Regions from separate parts of the Mus musculus genome. Here region 1 is linked to region 2. The links are chromatin contacts, called in public promoter capture Hi-C maps. All regions are on one chromosome and are shown on one strand. The core of a region is the stretch at or near the end of the contact, and the rest is flanking DNA. Distances in the headings are between cores, read along the strand shown.

Region 1 (4,389 bases), core at 725-3,224, 150 kb before region 2:
GAAGGGGAGAGAGAGAAGAGAGAAAGATCTGGGTGAACTGGATTCCAGCCTCCCACGCCACAGCGCTTTGCTGCGTTTGGGAGCCCGAACCAGCCACTCCCTGGGGATTTAAACCCAGCATCCTGGGCGACCCTCCTTCAGGTAGCTATCCCGAGGAGTCTAGAAAAGAGTATCCCTCGCATCCTTTGCTCTTTTTTGGAGTCCCCATGAGCCAGTAGGCTCCGAGATTTCAGGATGCTTTAGAGCAAGTTCGCTGCTCCGAGGACATAGAGTATGCCTTTCGTGAAAAAGAGAAACTAAGAAGAAACGGGTGAATTTGGAAGCGGGGGCGGGGGTGGGGGAGCTTTTGCATTGGGAAAAGAACGTTGTGGAATGTGAGCATTTGTTTTTCTGGGCGCTGTACCTACATCACTGGCTGAGGCTTGGACATTGGCGAGGAAAGGGTCACCAAAGCATCCTTTGAACCTGAAAATTGTCTTTCTTGTTTCCTCTGTTCAGACCCCCTCCCCCCAAGAAGCATGAAGACCTCTCCATGTTCTTTAGCCCTAAATCGGCTGTTTGCCCGCTTCAAACGAATTGCCAACAACAGAGTCCTTTTATAGTGAACGGCAGCAGAGAGGCTGTGAACCAGATGAACATCAAAGAGGCAAACTGGACTGGCTGCTACCAAGACTGGACAGAATCTGGGGCCGGTTCCGGAGGCCGCTAGCTGAGCTGGAGTCTATATTGGACGCTTCCTTTCCTGGTAGGCTTCTCCTAAAAGAGATACTGGAAAGGATGGATCTGCCTGGCTGAGAACCATCAGGGTAAGGGGAGCATAGAAAACATAGCAGGAAGTGGGAAGAGAATCTTGCGGAGGGGGAGAGGTAGAGGGGAGACAGATCCACTTTACCAAAAGGCTAGGAAGGAGGTCAACCAAAGAGAGTCACTAAGCCCTAAGCCGAGATGCAGTACAGGGCAGACTGCCTCACAATCTCCCAAGAGACAAGACGGAGACAGAAAAGATCTGAGCAAGTGCTTCAAGACGCACGAAAGCCCAGCAGATCTCGGGATGGAAGGACCAACTGGGCAGCGGATCACAACCAGGCCTCTTTCCCTCAAACAAGGCCTACGGAGACCCTGGCCGCAGCACAGGCCTCGGTCGGTTGCTGACTGGAAAGCACGGGGTTCTGAAAGGCTCCTGGATGGCTTGGGCATCCAACACTATGCGACACGACCCTCTTCTCCAGAGCTTTCCCAGTCTGGGCAGCTACTGTTATGCCCAGCCAACCCTACCGCGAAACTCAGGCTTCCCCTGGTTTGAAGTCATTTTGATCCAGAGTGCTCGGTAGATTGATTTTGTAGCAACCATAGGGATGCGGTCTCTGGCTCCTGGCCTCGCCTATCACCCGATTCGAAAAAACTCGAAGCCGCCCTGAAGCAGAAGACAAACTCTCTTCTGGTCTGACGCGAGGACACAAGGCCTGGTTTCTGCCTAGCTCATTGCTCGCACCCTCCACTTTCCCGTTGGAGTGCGCGAAGAGAGGTAGGTGCCTCGGGCCTGCGCTGAGCTGCATCCCAGGTCGCTCCAGAAACAGGGGAGAAAGAGGATGAATTACGGACAACCCCAGGTCTCCGACTCCCACCCGCCCGCCAAGCCCAGTCCTCTGCGCGGCGGCCGCTGCACGTACCCAGGTGGCTGTGGAAGGGCCGGGCGGCCAGCAGCGCCTGTACGCCGAACTTGAGCAGCTCGCCCGCGGCGGCAGCGGCGGCCGCGGGCGCTGCGCCCTTGGGCCCCGGAGGCTCAGTGAGGATCTCTTCGATCATGAAGCTGCGGTAGCGATGCGGTCGGTGATCCGCACAGCCCTCGGGCGGACCGAAGCGCGCGGCTCCCGGCTCCCCTGGCCGCTGCATCGCGGCTCCCGGGGATGCGCCCGCGGCTAGGAAGCGACGGCGGCTAAGCTCCGGCGCGGGGCCCGCGCGGGGCTCTAGGCCGGCCCGCAGCTCGCGGCGGCGCGCGGGCGCCGGCTCATGCCCCCTCCCCCGCCGGCTGGCCGGGCGGAGGCGCAGGGCGCGGGCGGGGCGCGCGGGGCTCGGCCAGTCGGACCCGGGACTGCGTCCCCGCCCCGCGCCGCCGCGCCTCTAGCCTGGCCAGCCCCGCGTCACTGCCTTGCCCCGCCCGCCCTGCCCCGCCCCGCCCCGCGCTGCCGCCCCCCACCCACTAGGCCCAGCCGGAGGGAGGGACCCAGGAGGGAGGAAAGGAGGTTGAGAGGAGGGAAGGAGGGAAAGAGCCCGGGATAGGGGCTCGCAGGCCGGGACCAAGGGAAAAAGAGGAGAGCTCGCCCAAGAGGACAGCCCTGAGGATAGGACACTGCGGAGATGGGCAAACCGAGGATCTTGAATGAGAGGCGTGAAAAAGTCTGAAGACAGACAGCAAGGACCACGCAGGATCCTAGGCAGTGATGTGAAGGTGTCCAAGACGCCTCTTAGACGTGAGTGCGCCGAGACGTAGAGAGGAGAGAGCCCCAGAGGTGCAGGAGGGCACGGGGAGGGCACAGCAGCAAGGCCAGCGGACTGGGTGGGATGGGGAGGGGCTGGAGTGGTGGTGAGGAGGAGGGGCAAAAGCCAAGCTGGGAAAGGGGTAGCCTTAAACAGCTTTCCCAGGTCTGCGAGATGCTGTAGGGATCCAGTGCAATACACCGGGGTGTAACTCGCAGGGTGGTGACCATGCCTGTGCACCACTTCCCCCCCTTCCCTGTCCACCCCAACCTCAGTTTACCATTTTGATCTCAAATCTCTGAAGCTACCCTGGGAGAAAAAAAAAAAGATTCTCCAACTAGGATTTACCTAAATTTCTAATTTAAGCTTACCTGGACACATTTTCTCTGGCAACCACCAGACTTAGTGGGCTGAGTTATGTTTACTTAGAGCAAGGGATAGAATAAGGGCAGATGAATAAAAAGGGGAAAGACTGTCACTGGATGAACTTTGAGGCAGGGGATCATGGAATACTCTGAGAGTCTGGGGACCTAGCTCCATCTCTGAGCCTCCAGTCTCTCACAGGACTAAAGATGGGGCTGTTAGATCATTCTCTTTTTCTCTCCCCAAATTAACCTCTGTTGAGTGTGCCTCTTTGAGTCTTGGCACTGACAGTTTCTGAGCTGTCTCAAGTCTGGAAGACTTGACTCTTGGCTCCAGGGAGTTTGTGGGGATGGAAGGTGAGACTTTTCTATACCCAGGGTGACCCATGCCAGCTGTTCAGGGGTAGCAAGAAGGGTAGGGTGTCCTCAGGAGGCTAGGAGAGGACTTGCTGTATTTCCTATCTGCCTCTCTCAGGAGTCTTGGGTTCTGTCTCCACCCTGTCCAGCCTTCCTAGACTGGACTCCATGTTTTAAGCCACTCCTACTTCCCACGAATGCTCTCCACAGAGCCTAAGCCCTCACTGCTGGGAAACTGAGTTCATCACACTATATCCCAACTCTCCAAGTTGAAATAATTTCTTCTGCCTGCTGACGGGGTTGGGGTGGAGGGCTCAGAAGCCTACTGGACTGTAGCATCCGGGACACTAAGAAATGACCAATAGCCTTTGACCATTGAGCCTGGGAAGGGGACAAAGGGCATCTTTCCAAATGTTCTGCTGAGATGCAGACCCCCCCCCCCCAAAGCTCATTGCTACAGCTCAGCCAAATGTGCAGCGACTTTCTGAGTCAGGAGACCACCATCAGGACTGAAGGGAAGCAGTCTTTAGTGGCTTCCCGTTGCTTTAGACTCCTGAAAGGGGATAATCAGGTAACCAAAATAACTCTTTAGAAGGGTGATACAGGACCCACTAAGACCACCCGCACACATATCAGAGACAGAGTGGCAATGGGCATCTTCCCACTGAACAGAAAGGAAAGTCGGTGTCTACTCAGGACATAGGAATCTTGGCCAACAACCTCCTTTCTCAATACAACTCAATCCAAGGACTGGTTCAGGCATTCCAGTGAGTAGAAGCGGCTTTCTAGGTACCATACCTATACCAGAACAAAGGCCTTTCTGCCTATACTGCTTCCACTCTGTCCATCCCTGGAGGGCTCAACATCAGGCCCCTCCACTTCCTCTTGGGCATCGGAAGGAGTATAGCTTGGAATGGGTTCTACTGGGGAGGAGTCCCAGCCAGCTCCCATCCTATCTTCTCTGATTTTGATCCCGACAGAAGCCACCCTGTATTTGAACACTATGCGCCTTCCTTCCAATTTCAGCCAGGTTTCCCCAAAACGCAAGGTTGATCCTGGAAATGGGTCTGAGCTACCAAGACCACTCATTCCTATTGTCGATATCCAGTCAACAGCTCTGTTTTTATTGCCAGGAAGGAGTTTAAGGTCAAGCTGAACAGAGGAGGCTCATTTTTTTCTGGCATGAAGGTCT
Region 2 (5,058 bases), core at 1,229-3,728:
TATTGCTTGCTGGTGTTAGTCAATTAAATGTTTCACTTCTGTGAAAAAACACGTTTGTCCTACACCTGGCTTCTCCTTGTGGTTGTTAACAGCTTGAACTCATGAGGACTTTGAGTTTTCTTAACTCTCAGTATAAACTGGCTGATGCTCTGAATGAAGTTGGCTATTGCATAAGACTTTCTAGTCGGCTTCATTTATTGACTCCGTTCTCCCAGGTCTCACCTCCTCTAGAGCAGTAGACATCATGTCTTCATTTTTTTTTTCCTGACCCAGTGTGCATACTCTTGTGAGAAAAAAAAAATGAACTGAAGGGCATTATAGCAATTTTGAGACAGAAAGTTCTTAGTGTCTTAAGAGATGGATTTTAAAAAAACCTTACAAACCTAGCTTATCTTAGGTGATGGCTTTTGGAAGTGTTTCGGATTTATGAGCAGAGTTGGCTCCTCAGCTGGGTCCCAGCTGCTGAGGTCTGTTCTGGGTCCAGTCCCTTTATCTCTCTCTATCTTTTTACACTCGAGCATGCGGGTGTGTGTGTGTGTGTGTGTGTGTGTGTGTGTGTGGTGTGGGTACGTATGTGTTTGCACATGTGCATGTGTGTGGAGGTCAGAGGCTGACGTCAGGTGTCTTTTTCTGCCACTCTAGTCATACAAATTGCATGGTGGCACACGCCTTTAATCACAGGACTTGGTAGGTAGGGGCAGATGAACCTTTGTGAGTTTGAGGCCAGCAGGGGCTACAAAGTGAGTTTCTGGACAGTTTCTGGAGAGACCCTATCTCAAAATGCAAAACAACAACAACAAAATTGAAGCAAGGTGTTGAGCATCCGAACCCGAATCTTCATGCTTGAGCACCATGGCATGCACATTATCCACTGAGACCATCTCCACATGATATTTCTTTTTACTTAATGTATTTTTATTTAATGCATTTTTATTTATTTTTATAAGTATTAATGTGTTTTGCCTGCAGGTAAGTGCACTGTGTGCATGCAGTTGTCTGTAGAGACCAGAAGAGGGCATCTGATCCTTGGAAGTGGAATTCTAAGCAGTTGTGAGCCATCTTATAGATGCTGGGAACTGAACCTGGGTCCTCTGCAAGATTCCCAAGTGCTCTTAACACTCGGTAGCCACCTCTCCAGCGCCTCTCCTTATTTCCTAGTATTATTCTTACTGATTTTATTTTTTCTTTATCTGAACAATATAGACCCATTTTACTGGCATGACATCTTTTAATTGAAAACTTGACATTCCATGTTTTTTGCCTTATCAAGTGTGGCGTGTATCCTAAGTATGCTCAAACTTAAAAAAAAATAAAATGAAGTTACTTGTAAACAATTTGATCTTTTCTAGGCTTAGTTTTGCATTTTCCTAGGTGAAACAAGAAAGGCTCGGGGGCCCCATCTTGTCTTCCTATCAAGATGAAACCATTTCCAGGTATTATGTACAACTCTGAAGGCTTTATGGCCTCATAGGAAGAGGTGTTGTTCCTCACCCCCTTTATTCCCACTGACATTTTTCCCGGGACTTTTCCCTGGGATGGCACAGCTGTGTGTCGCGTGCTGTCAGTGTTCGGTGAACGCCCGAGGAAGGAGCCACTGAACCTCTGTGGATTTCTCTGGTCCTTCGTACTGTCCTTTGAACTGAAGCTGCCTTGGTTTCCCCAGGGCCCCGGCTTCGTCTCAGGTTGACCTCCAGGTCTTGCTCGGGTCTCCCTTCTCTGTTCTGTGCCAGAACGGTTTCTCACCAGGGGAGTTCGCTGCTCACTTCGTTTATTGTCCACATCACTGATATTCCTCCATTGTTTCTGTGTGCAGTGCTTCCCCATCGGTTTCTTAGTCCATGTTGTCCTTTTAAAGCTTGTTTTATGTGGAAGACTGAATCTGGTCCCTGTTGACTTCTGCTGTTTGCCACCTCACTTTAAGAAGCAAATGGGAAATAATTTGAAAATACTGCTCACGTCAAATACTAGAAATACAATTGAAAATTCAAATTCAATTAAATTGAGTTCCGCTCAAATTCCTAGTCTTTTCGCAAAGATTTTTGTCTTTCTGTTACAACCAAGAAGTGTTTTTTTGTATGAGCAAAATAGTTTAAAACATTACACTATGAATATCTTCAAACTTAGTTTGCCCTTGTCTTTTTGTAATCATTTTTTAAAAAAAGTATTATTTTCAAGAAACAACACCCACAGTATCCACACATGCTGCAGTTTAAAACACACGACTCACAGGCACGTAAAAAAGAAAAAAAACAAAACAAACAAACAAACAAAAAACCAACCAAGATTGAATTGGCAGGAGGAAGGCATCTAGATAGCACATCTTTTTTAAAAGAATTGATTAATGAGCTTCCTTAGAAGTACGCAAAGATTACTTCGGTTTGGCTTTTCTGCTTTTTTTCTGTTTCTCTAAGATCTTACCCTGTTGTCTTGCAGTCAATGAAAGAGTCCGGCAGTGCTAGGGAGCCCCTCCTATAGTCTGAAGCTTCGGGTTGCAGCCAAGTCAGCATGGGGTGTCCTGCAGTACGCGGCATTCTGGGTATTGTAGTTCCCCCATCTCTAGCGCTGCGTGGGTAGTGAAGTGCGCGCGCGTCACCCCGGTCGGTGTACTTCCGCATCCTGCAGTCGTCACCTGTGCCTGTGGACGATTCTACTGCGGTTCTGGTGAGCGAAAGTGCAGACGTCCTCGGCTCTTGCAGATCCCTCCAGGCGGGGAAGAGTCCGGAGAGCTGGCGTGGGCCACCCACAAGGTTCAGGTGTCTGCCGCTGCTCCATCCTCGATGCGTGGAGTCTTTGGGAGTGGAATCAGCTTCTCTGCCCATCCCGGAGGAGGGTCTCGGTGAAGACCCTGGGATGGGGAGGGGGCCATGTGAGAACGGGGTTAGGGGTCCACTATCTTGTCCTAAACAAGCTACAGGTCAGTCTGGCCTGCTTCCCAGGCTATGACGCTGTAGGTGTGTCCCCTGTGTTAGTGCCAGGTCAGGGAGATTGGACCTGGGGCATCTAGATGTCACCTTTCCACCCCCGCTCTCTGTTGAGGTTTGTGAGGGATCAGAGCCATCCTCCACAGGAACAAATGTCTGAATTGGTGAGGACAGAAGTCTTGGGGAGCTGCACTCATCATGAATTTGGAAATACAGCTTGGTCGCTTGCCTTGCGGGGAAAACATACAGAATTGCCTGGCTGAATGCAACGGCAAAGACCAAGAGACTAGAGCTAGTCTTGAAGTTTGGAGTCTTGGTGTGTGACAAGGCTTGTGTGTGTGGTGTGTATGTGTGTGCGCGTGCGTGCCTGTGTGTATATGTGTGTAGGGGGGAGTGGGGGTGGCCTTTTTACACATTGTGGGCTAATGACCTTGTGTGGCTCCCTTGAGCTCTGGGATCTTCCAAGAGCCTGGAGTGATGTAATGGGAAGAGACATTTCCCCCATGACCCAGGGCTTGTTGGCTCCCTGAATTTCTGGCGGTGTAGCCTGGTTTCTCCTTTTCTCTTTAGTTCTCTGATCTATATATACAACTCATTTTGATTATATTCACCACTGAAAATTCTGTCCCCAGTCCACCTATCTTTGTGACCTATCTTTCTTTTTTGTTTCAAAACCCTTTAAGACTAACTTATGCTGAATTCAATATTCTTGAATATTTCATTGGATTGTTATTGGCTTACCTCGGGCTATATACTCTTAGAGAAACCCTTCTCCTCCTCTCCCAGCAGCTAGTAATTGCCGTAGCTTGGTACTAGGTATTTGGTGCCGAACTCTTGTCTCTGTGCTGAGATTTGTTCTGGTTTGGGCTTGCACGGGTCTTGTGCATGGTGTTGTAACTGCAGTGAGCTTGTATGTACAGTTGCCCTATTGTCTGTACTGGCTGGTTTTGTGTGTCAACTTGACACAGGCTGGAGTTATCACAGAGAAAGACGCTTCAGTTGGGAAGTGCCTTCATGAGATCCAGCTGTGGGGCATTTTTTTGGTTGATGATCAAGGGGGGAGGGCCTATTGTGGGTGGTGCCATCTCTGGGCTGGTAGTCTTGGGTTCTAGAAGAGAGCAAGTTGAGCAAGCCAGGGGAAGCAAGCCAGTAAGAAACATCCCTCCATGGCCTCTGCATCAGCTCCTGCTTCCTGATCTGCTTGAGTTCCAGTCCTGACTTCCTTTGGTGATGAACAGCAATGTGGAAAGTGTAAGCTGAATAAACCCTTTCCTCTCCAACTTGCTTATTGGTCATATTTGTGCAGGAATACAAACCCTGACTAAGACACATTGGTACCAGGAATGGGGTATTCTTGTGACAACCTGATGATGTTTTGGGGAGGACTGTGGAAGGACTTTGGAACTTTGGGCTAGAAGATCCATTCGGTATTAAGAGCTCTGTGGGATGTTGTATAGGAGCTTGGAAGATAATGTTGAGAACAGTGCACAAGATGGAGGCCTGGCTTGTGAAATTTCAGAGGGAAGACTAAAGACTCTTATCAGTGCCGCTGCTATTTTTATTGTGAAGATTCTGTGGTTTTGGTTAGCTGGGGCTGAAGAATCTGCTGTAAATAACAAGATACCAGAACTACTAAAGTGAAAACTTTGCATTACTGGGACTATTGATGCTGGTGAGCTGGAGCTAAGAAATTGAGATGGCTCAGGGGGTAAGAGCACTGACTGCTCTTCTGAGTTCAAATCCCAGCAACCACATGGTGGCTTACAACCACCCGCAATGAGATCTGACACCGTCTTCTGGTGTGTCTGAAGACAGCTACAGTGTACTTATTTATAATAATAAATAAATCTTTGGCCAGATCGAGTGGGCTTGACCTGAGTGAGCAGAAATCTTAAATTCAATTCCCAATAACCAGATGAAGGCTCACAACTATCTGTACAGCTACAGTGTGTACTCATACACATAAAATAAATAAATAAATCTTAAAAAAAAAAAGAAAGAGAAAAAGAAGTTAGTGGTGATAAGAAGAGACCAGCATCACTGAGGTGAAATCTTCTGGGAAGTGTTTTCTGAGAGCACAGAGGCTGTGTTCGAGAGATAGCCAAGGTTGTACCTTGTGCTGTGGCTGGACTTTGTA

What was found. Capture Hi-C pulls out chosen DNA fragments and counts their contacts.
Region 1: a promoter capture Hi-C map of liver shows a contact between it and region 2. The contact joins the promoter of Barx1 here to the promoter of A830005F24Rik in region 2. A contact is called at or near these places in 15 of 39 promoter capture datasets (the 3T3-L1 cell line, the C10 cell line, the HPC-7 cell line and 6 more), 2 of 15 datasets of contacts at CTCF or cohesin (the G1E-ER4 cell line and embryonic stem cells), 12 of 484 Hi-C or Micro-C datasets (the N1E-115 cell line, Sertoli cells, embryonic fibroblasts and 6 more), 20 of 115 datasets of contacts at active chromatin or transcription factors (the 230-238 cell line, T-cell acute lymphoblastic leukemia, craniofacial prominence and 10 more) and 3 of 9 other capture datasets (adipose tissue, liver and pancreatic islet).

What each region holds. Positions count from the first base shown.
Region 1 is chr13:48,660,621-48,665,009 of GRCm38.p6, reverse strand. It overlaps Barx1 (BarH-like homeobox 1), which reads right to left and starts at 1,974. Exons shown (of 4, transcript NM_007526.4): 1 at 1,671-1,974. The coding sequence starts at 1,893. It overlaps Gm36606 (a long non-coding RNA gene), which reads left to right and starts at 2,218. Exons shown (of 4, transcript XR_382336.3): 1 at 2,218-2,471.
Region 2 is chr13:48,510,990-48,516,047 of GRCm38.p6, reverse strand. It overlaps A830005F24Rik (RIKEN cDNA A830005F24 gene), which reads right to left and starts at 2,478. Exons shown (of 2, transcript NR_165458.1): 1 at 2,419-2,478; 2 at 1,209-1,914. Zfp169 (zinc finger protein 169) reads left to right here and starts at 2,612. Exons shown (of 5, transcript NM_026450.3): 1 at 2,612-2,753.